2 separate regions of the Oryctolagus cuniculus genome follow, and region 1 is linked to region 2. Evidence: chromatin contacts called from public Hi-C data. All regions are on one chromosome and are shown on one strand. The core of a region is the stretch at or near the end of the contact, and the rest is flanking DNA. Distances in the headings are between cores, read along the strand shown. Region 1 has its middle 88 kb from the start of MIR148A. Region 2 has its middle 340 kb from the start of MIR148A.

Region 1 (3,892 bases), core at 526-3,025, 250 kb after region 2:
AAACTGTTTCTTTGGGGAAAGAAAATCTGTGTGTGAAGACAGCGAGACCCCGAAACTCTGACCAGTGGTTACAAGTGGTGGGGACTTTCATTATGTTCTGTACCTGTATCATCTCAAGTGGTCTGTAATGAGGATGGATTCACTTTTAGCGCACACACACACACACACACACAAACCATATAGCAGAATCACTTAAAAAAAAGCATCGTTAATTTTTTAAACACCGAATTTTCCTTAACTTGAATCATGAGGCCTAGGACTCTCATCTTTTTATTTTTCAGTTTATTTATTCTTTATGTATTTGAAAGAGAGAGAGAGAGTCTTCCATCCACTGGTTTACCTCCCATGCCAGCGATGAAATTCCTGCCCCAGGCCCCCTTCTCTTCAGAGCTAAGATGACTCTGTTAAGAATATATTTCTATTTTACAACTAGTTTTCCTCAGCCTTTCCTCTGATACTTCAAACTTCCGGGCGGGTGCTTGGCCTAACGGTCAGGACTGCCCTGTCCCATAGCAGAGTGCTGGGATTCCTGACTCCGGCATCCTAACTAATGCACACCTCGGAGGCAGCAGGTAATGGCTCAGAGCTGACTTCCTAACACTCACACACAAGACCTGGGCTGAGTTCCCGGCTCCCAGCTCCTGGATGGGCTGTTGTAGACATTTGAGGAGCAGATCAGCAGGAAGATCTCTTGGTCTCACTCTCTAATTGCAAGTTCTATTGACCGTAAGGGGAATGTGGGGAGAGATACGTGGCTGACCTGGTGCGTGCACCTGTTTGGAGCTGGTGCCACCCAGAACAGCTCTGTGTAGCCCTCTGCTCTGGCCCCTGGGGCTTCTTAGGCTTGCAAATGTGATTGCCCCAAATTCATATGTGCTGGGAGGGTCACATGCGCATCAGATAATGAAGATATGGGAATCAGAAAAAAGTTTATATTGCATTACATAAAAAGAATTCTTAAAGTAATGCTACTACCTATTTCTTTTTGCTCCTAGAAGTGTGCAGTTGCCTGTGTGGCTGATCTTACAGCCCGGGTGGGACACAGCACCCTAAACACACGACTGCGGGTTCTGATTCAATCCTCCCTCTCCCAGCTTTTAGCAAAATACACTGATATACACAGGATGCTGCTGTGAGCCGCATCAACGACGAAACGTGTTGTCCTGCCCTCGCCCCAGGTTGTAGCATGCAGCAACTGCCAGGGCGCTCCCGAACTTCCAGACCAGTGCGGGGACGAGAGCACCCACAGCGCCCCTCGGGAAGGCCACCGTGCCTTTCCGCAGACCGACGCAGACCGACGCAGCCCGCCTGGCTCAGACCTCACCCCACTCCCAGCACCGGCCTCCGAGCCAGCCTCCACTTGGGGCGACCTGGAACATCCCCCGCTCCCCCAGGGCCGCATGAGAGGGACTTCCTGCGAGTGGCTGGTCCTGGGCCAGCCCTCCAAGCCCCCTGGCGTGGGCAGGCTGGAAACGGCCGCTCTTCACCAGGCCGACTGCCCTGGCTGCCAAGCCGAGCTCGAAGCCGCAGCGTGGCTCCAGGCCATGACTCAGGGCCGCGTGATGTGGAGACTCGTGGGCTCGGCCCTCTAGCCAGAGGCTCTTCTCCAGCCCTGCCGCCACCCCAGCCCTGCTGAGCACCGCCTCCCCGCTCTGCAGCAGGCAGCAGGCAAAAACAGATCCCTTATCCCCGCCAGGAGCGGCCGGGGATAGCTTTTTGCCACGCAGGAGCCTCAGGAGCAACTTTTGTAAAAGAGCAGGGAGGCCACAGATCCTGCGGTTACGGGCTCAGGCCTCATCGGGCGGCTCCGAGTCCCTAACTCCGGGGTATGCCGGCTAAGGTGGCTGAGGCACGCCCTGTTTTCAGAGCAGTTTTCCTATCTTAATCATCGTTGCTAGGCTCCTCTGTCATTTCAGCAACCTCGGTAAATGCGATCTCTCCGTAAAGATAAAAATCTTTCTCATCACAGCGGAGCAGCTTCAAGCTTTTCTGCACAGACAAGACTCCAAAACCCCCACGCCGCCTCCGCTTCGCGTGTGCTCTGAAAGTTCTGGGCGCGGCTTATGTATGACAACAAGAAACCAGAACAACGGTGGTGATTTGGTTGGGTTTAAGGTTCTCAGGATGCAGACGGGATTTGGGAAGCCCTGTAATACACCCCCAAATCACCACGCCACTGAGGGATGCTGCAAAGGGCGACACCGTGAGAACAGAACGCACTTAGTTTTGGGGAGGAGGGGACGGGCAGCACACGCGGGGAAGAGTCACATTTGAAAGAGAATTTGGTTGTTTTTTTTTTTTTAATGCTTCATTACAGCCATCATCCCTCCATGCGCCCAGCAAAGTAAAGGTGCCATTTCTGCGCTTGCGGACACTCGCTGACAGCTCCAGCCGCGGGCAGACCCGGAGCGCGGGCGGGCAGGGGGGGAGGCGTCTGCACCTCCACCCCAGAGTGAATCCACAGTCTGCAGAAACACGAGGGCGCCCCCCCCCCCGCCGTGGCCGTGTCCCGCGGCCCTGCTTTCCCCCGCGGCCGCGGAGCCCCGTCTACAGGGCCGGGTTTTGATCCCCAGTCTCGCATTTAAACGTCTGCCCCTTCGCCCCATTTTGCACTTTGGCCATTGGGTCCGCTGGATGTCCCGGCCGGCCTGCTCTTCCGGAGCGCTTTGTGCTTTCTTCCCCCCAACCCCAGGCTTCATCCAGCTACCTGGGCCCTAATAAGCAAATGCGCATACTTTAAAAAAAAAAAAAATCCGTCTACATCGCTTACAACCCGCGCAAAGCAGGCAGAGGCAGCAGGGCCGAGGTGAGACCCCGGACTTCGCGGCTCTATCCTGAGGCACGAGCGCCCCCTGGTGGTCCCTCCGGCCCAAGCACGGCCTGGTCTCGGCTCCTCCGAAGTTCAGGGAGTCCAGGCCCCTGCGGGCCGAGTGGCTCGCGCGGGCGCGCGGGGGCCCAGTGGCGTGCGGGCAGGCACTGGACAGACGAGGGTCAAAGTGAGAGGGAAGGGGACGTCCACAAACAAGTCCGGCCGCGAGGGCTCAGGCTTCTCCACGCAAAAACAGAAACTTTTTAGAGCCGGACACGAGATGCGTGAATCCCGAACCAGCTCCTCGCTGTACCCAGGAGAAACTGAGGCTCTGAAGTGGCGCGACGAGCCCGGGTACTCCCGCGTGCTCATGGCCGAACCGTCCCAGCCCGGGGTGACAGGGCTCGGGGGCCCGCACCGTGCGGCAAGACCGAGGAGCTGGCCCCGGGGTTGCCAGACGCAAAGAACAGATCCCCTTGCGAACAGCGTCCCCGGCCCCAGTCAACCCCGTCACGGGCTGGGGGCGGCCCCGCGTGGGAACGCGCCGCCGCCCCCGGGTCCCCGGAGCGCCGCGACCCGGCTTCCCAGGCCCCGGGCGCGAGGGCGGCCGAGACACAAAGCAGGCCCCGCGGGCGGCGCCCGCGGCTGCTGGGAGGCGGCGGGCCGCTTGATTGATGGGTGGAACCCCCGCCGCCTCACCGGAGGCGGCCGCCCAGCTGCGACTGCGGGCCCGGGGGTGGCCGGGCCCCGAGCCCCCGACGCCCCCGCCCCGGGCCTCCGGGAGGCTGATTTACGGCTGCGCCGCCGGACTGCGGCGAAACCACCTCTCCCGGGGAAACCCAGTCCCCGGGCTCTGCCCGGAAGAGGCCCCGAAAAGGGAGCCGGCCGGGCGGGCGCGGGGCGGGGGCGCCGGGCCTCGACTTCCCCTCGTGTGTCCCACCTTCTGCCAGCGGTCTTGTGGGGGGTGGGTTTGGGGGGAGCCGGGGACGGCCGCGCCGTCTTCAGGCCTCGGCGTCCAGCCCCAACGCGGGGGCCTGGGCCCGCCGTTAGGGGGTCACGGCGGTGAGGGGCGCGCGGCCGCCG
Region 2 (3,859 bases), core at 531-3,030:
TGTCTGAATCCAGTACACTCAAAGCTACACCAAGGGGTGTCATCTCATAGACAGTAGAACACCTTTTCTTCTTAAAGATTTAATTATGCGAAAGACAACGTTACAGAGAGGGAGAGACACAGAGGGGAAGAGATCTTCTATCTACAGGTTCACTCCCTAAATGGCTGCGATAGCTGGGGCTGGGCCAGGCTGAAGCCAGGAGCCTGAACCTCCATGTGGGTCTCCCACATGGGTGCAGGGGACCAAGCACTCGGGCCATCTTCCGCTGCTTTTTCAGGCACATTAGCAGGGATCTGGATCAGCAACAGGGAGATGGATCGGAAGTAGAGCAGTCGGGACTTGAACCGGTGCTCATATGGGATGCTGGTGCTGCAGACTGTGGCTTAACCCACTGCGCCACAGCACTGGCCTCAGTGTAACACCTTGGGTCCTGATGTCTAACTTATGTTACTTGTTGGCAAAGGATGTTGAACACCTTTACTGATAATATCTCTTTAGCATCTTCTTTTCCCAGCCCCACCCTGGATGATTTCCACACAAACCCATCCAGTCTCCAGCACCTGTCAGGATGACAATCGCTGGACAAACATTTGGGCAGAAGTTAGGCCAGAGGCACAGCTCTGACCGCACCGGGCACGCGCATCCCACTTCACTGACTGCATAGCTGAGGACTGTGCGCCCCGGGGACCGTGAGCCGCCAGCACCTGCTCTTGGCTTCTGCACATGTCCGTCATGGAGCCAGCACGGACCCAGGTGCCTCTTCCCTGAGTAATGGACCCGCACCTCCAGCCAGGCGGGGATGAAGCCAGAGTCGGAGTCAGAGTTTCCCAACGCAGAGCCAGAGATTTCTGCTGCATGCATGTGATTCTGCATTGTCCATGCTCAGCCTTCGTTCTCACGAGAACTCCAGCTAAATAACAGAAATTGAAAAGCTAGCAGCAGCTCATAACTGCATAGGCTGTGCTACTGAGAAATATCAAGGTTAAAAAAAAAACATAGCTTAGGCACGTATGTTCAGGTATGGTGTGGGGCAGGAGGGGGGCACAGCTGTTTATAAAACTCATAATCTCATAGACTGGCAGACTGGAAAGAGATCTTTGATAGTAGTCAGAAGAACCGCCTCATTTTTATAATTAGGAATCCAAACTCCAGAAAGGGGAATAACTCACAGGCACATGACTAATAAGCTAAATAATTAATAATGCTGAAGAAACTACGTTTCCCACAAATGCAAATAGGTGAATTCATTCCCAGCTCCTTTACTGACATAATTTTTTTTAAATCAGCATTCAAGTTGTTTAGGCAGCTCTGATACGATTCAAACTTATGTCTCCTGTTTTAAAAATCAAACTAAAATGAAATTTACAACAAAACTTTGAAGGATATGAGGCAATGACAGGCCAAAAAACAAAACTCAATCTAGAGTCATCCATGAGTGTCATAAAATATACTGCAAAAGCAAAATGTAACTAATCAATCCATGTAGTGTAAGGAAGATATCTCAAGATGAGTTAATAGTTCTGCTTTTCTTAACATACCTTCTTAAATGCATGATAACAGGCTCAGGCATATAAAAACTCACTTTACATAACCAAAGCAAACCCTTACACCCTGCTACAAACAAAGGAATAAAAAAGAAATTAAAAACGGACCAGAAGAAAACTAGCAGAGCGGCGCCACCTAGTGTCCATTTTCTGGAAACGCAGCTGGCGTTTCGGGCGCCCTCCTGTGGCGGAATCCAGCATTGGCTCCCAGGCAGGAAAAGAAAGCTGTAATCAAGGCTGCTGGGCTTTCCTTCCCGGGCTCTGGGTGGAAAGAAATGGAAAGAGACAGCGTCTCGGCCTGTTTCCTAAGCAAGATGCACTTGCACTCACCATCTTGAAAACGCAACTACGAAGGTACAGTTTCCCGTGGACCCAGGGTACAGCCTTCCCATGCTTTCAAGTGACCCCTACCCACCATGTCCCCTGTCCCTATGAAATCCCACTCAGCGGAGATGCTGTGAATACCATGTTTGCAGCCCCATTTTGTAGCATTTTGTAGCAGATCCCAGCTTCCTGCTAACGCGGGCCCTGGGAGGCAGGTGGCTGCCACCGGCCCGGAAGACCTGGTTCCTGGCTGTTGCCCCAGCTGTTGCAAGCGTTTGGGGAGTAAGCCCTGGACGGGAGGTATCGCCATCTTCTCTCTGTGTCTCAGATAAAAAAGAAATAAAAATTTAAAAGGAGAGTGTATGATTTGCACACAATTTGCTTCTTTTTGTAAGATAGTGAAGTGGGAGCGTTGCTAACGGGAGAAGCAGCTGGGTTTAGGCTAAGTCAGCGCCGGAGGAACTGAGAAGGCCCGGCGTTGGCCCCACTGCGGGCCCTTGGCGTCCGGCTGTGGGCTGCTTCGCTCCGCCGAGTGCGGATGGCGAGGACCTGGAAGGCCCCCCGGGCGGCTCCGGCTCCGCGCCCCTGTACTGGGAGATGCGGTCCCACCCACGCAGCCGCCGCCCCGGAGCTCCAGGCTCAGCCTGCCGACTGTTTGCACCCTCACCTGCCTCAGGCGTCAGCACCCAGCGGCACGTCCCGGGGCCCCCAGGCCTCCAAGGCCCAGCGCCGGCCGCCCCCAGCGACCCTCCACCCACGCGATGACACCTGGAGACGGCCGGGTGCTCCTGGAGGAGGAGGCTGGGGATCCGAGACCCGCCCCCCCGCAGGCTGCTGCACTGCCCCAGACCCCCGAGTGCGGGGCCCTGAGTGCAAATCCAGACCCCGGGTCCCTAACGCCCCGGGGGAGAGTTTGGACGGAAGCCAGGCTCTGCCCGCGCCGGCCTTGGGGAGCGTCCTGCCATCGCCAGATCTCAGCCCCCTGGAATGGAAGGGACCGTGGGGTCGGCACCCACCTCCCAGGGGGTTCCCGAGCGCCACGGTGGCGCCGGCCACGACTCGCCACTGCCTGTTCTCGCCTCGTGTTCGAGGCGCTTCTGAGCTCGGCTTCCCCTGCCCTCCCGCCTTTTCCTCGACTTCGCTGGAGTCCAGCCCGGAACTGTCCTTAGCGGCCAGGTTGGTTCCAGGCTCTGCTTTGGCTGTGGCGCGAGTCCCGATCCGAGTCCGCCTGGCCGCGGGGCAAGCTAACGTTACCCGTGCCTGGGCTCATGGCCGTCCGTGGTTTTATTAACCATCTTCAAAGCCACCCGCTCCGTGAAGATGTTCCCGGGCCCCCACCCATCTGAGCCGCCCTCCTCCCCTGAGCCGACTCAGACCGCTGCCCGGTGTCCCTAGGGGCACTGGCCACGCTCCAAGGCTGCACTGTGCGGCACAGCGGCCCCTGGGCGGGGACAAAACGCACCAGCTTCCAGAACCTTCCTGTCAATAAAAGTGCATACAGAATTTTTATTTTAACATTTTAATTTTTTTAAAAAATTGAGTGGCCGGTGCCGTGGCTCACTAGGCTAATCCTCCGCCTTGCGGCGCCGGCACACCGGGTTCTAGTCCCGGTCGGGGCGCCGGATTCTGTCCCGGTTGCCCCTCTTCCAGGCCAGCTCTCTGCTGTGGCCAGGGAGTGCAATGGAGGATGGCCCAAGTGCTTGGGCCCTGCACCCCAGGGAAGACCAGGATAAGTACCTGGCTCCTGCCATCGGATCAGCGGGGCGCGCCGGCCGCAGCGCGCCAGCCGCAGCGGCCATTGGAGGGTGAACCAGTGGCAAAGGAAGACCTTTCTCTCTGTCTCTCTCTCTCTCTCACTGTCCACTCTGCCTGTCCAAAAAAAAAAAAAATGAGTTGGTTGCATGCTGGAATGCTAATATTTGGGATACATTCGGTTAGATAAAACATTATTGAAATGAATGTCGCTGTGCTCCTTTTATTTTTAATTTAAA

What was found. Hi-C and Micro-C count contacts between places; a contact is called where the count stands out from the background.
Region 1: a Hi-C map of skin fibroblasts shows a contact between it and region 2, with 6 times the contacts expected there. The contact joins two enhancer-like sites. A contact is called at or near these places in 3 of 6 Hi-C or Micro-C datasets (ear pinna, skin fibroblasts and an unstated tissue).

Annotation. Positions count from the first base shown.
Region 1 is chr16:17,610,751-17,614,642 of mOryCun1.1, forward strand. No RefSeq gene overlaps it. Among named protein-coding and RNA genes, the nearest start is that of MIR148A, 88 kb to the right of the region's middle. Within about 2 kb of position 1,776, at least 3 of the 8 cell types and tissues checked have an H3K27ac peak or open chromatin away from gene starts, as enhancers often do.
Region 2 is chr16:17,358,306-17,362,164 of mOryCun1.1, forward strand. No RefSeq gene overlaps it. Among named protein-coding and RNA genes, the nearest start is that of MIR148A, 340 kb to the right of the region's middle. Within about 2 kb of position 1,781, at least 1 of the 8 cell types and tissues checked has an H3K27ac peak or open chromatin away from gene starts, as enhancers often do.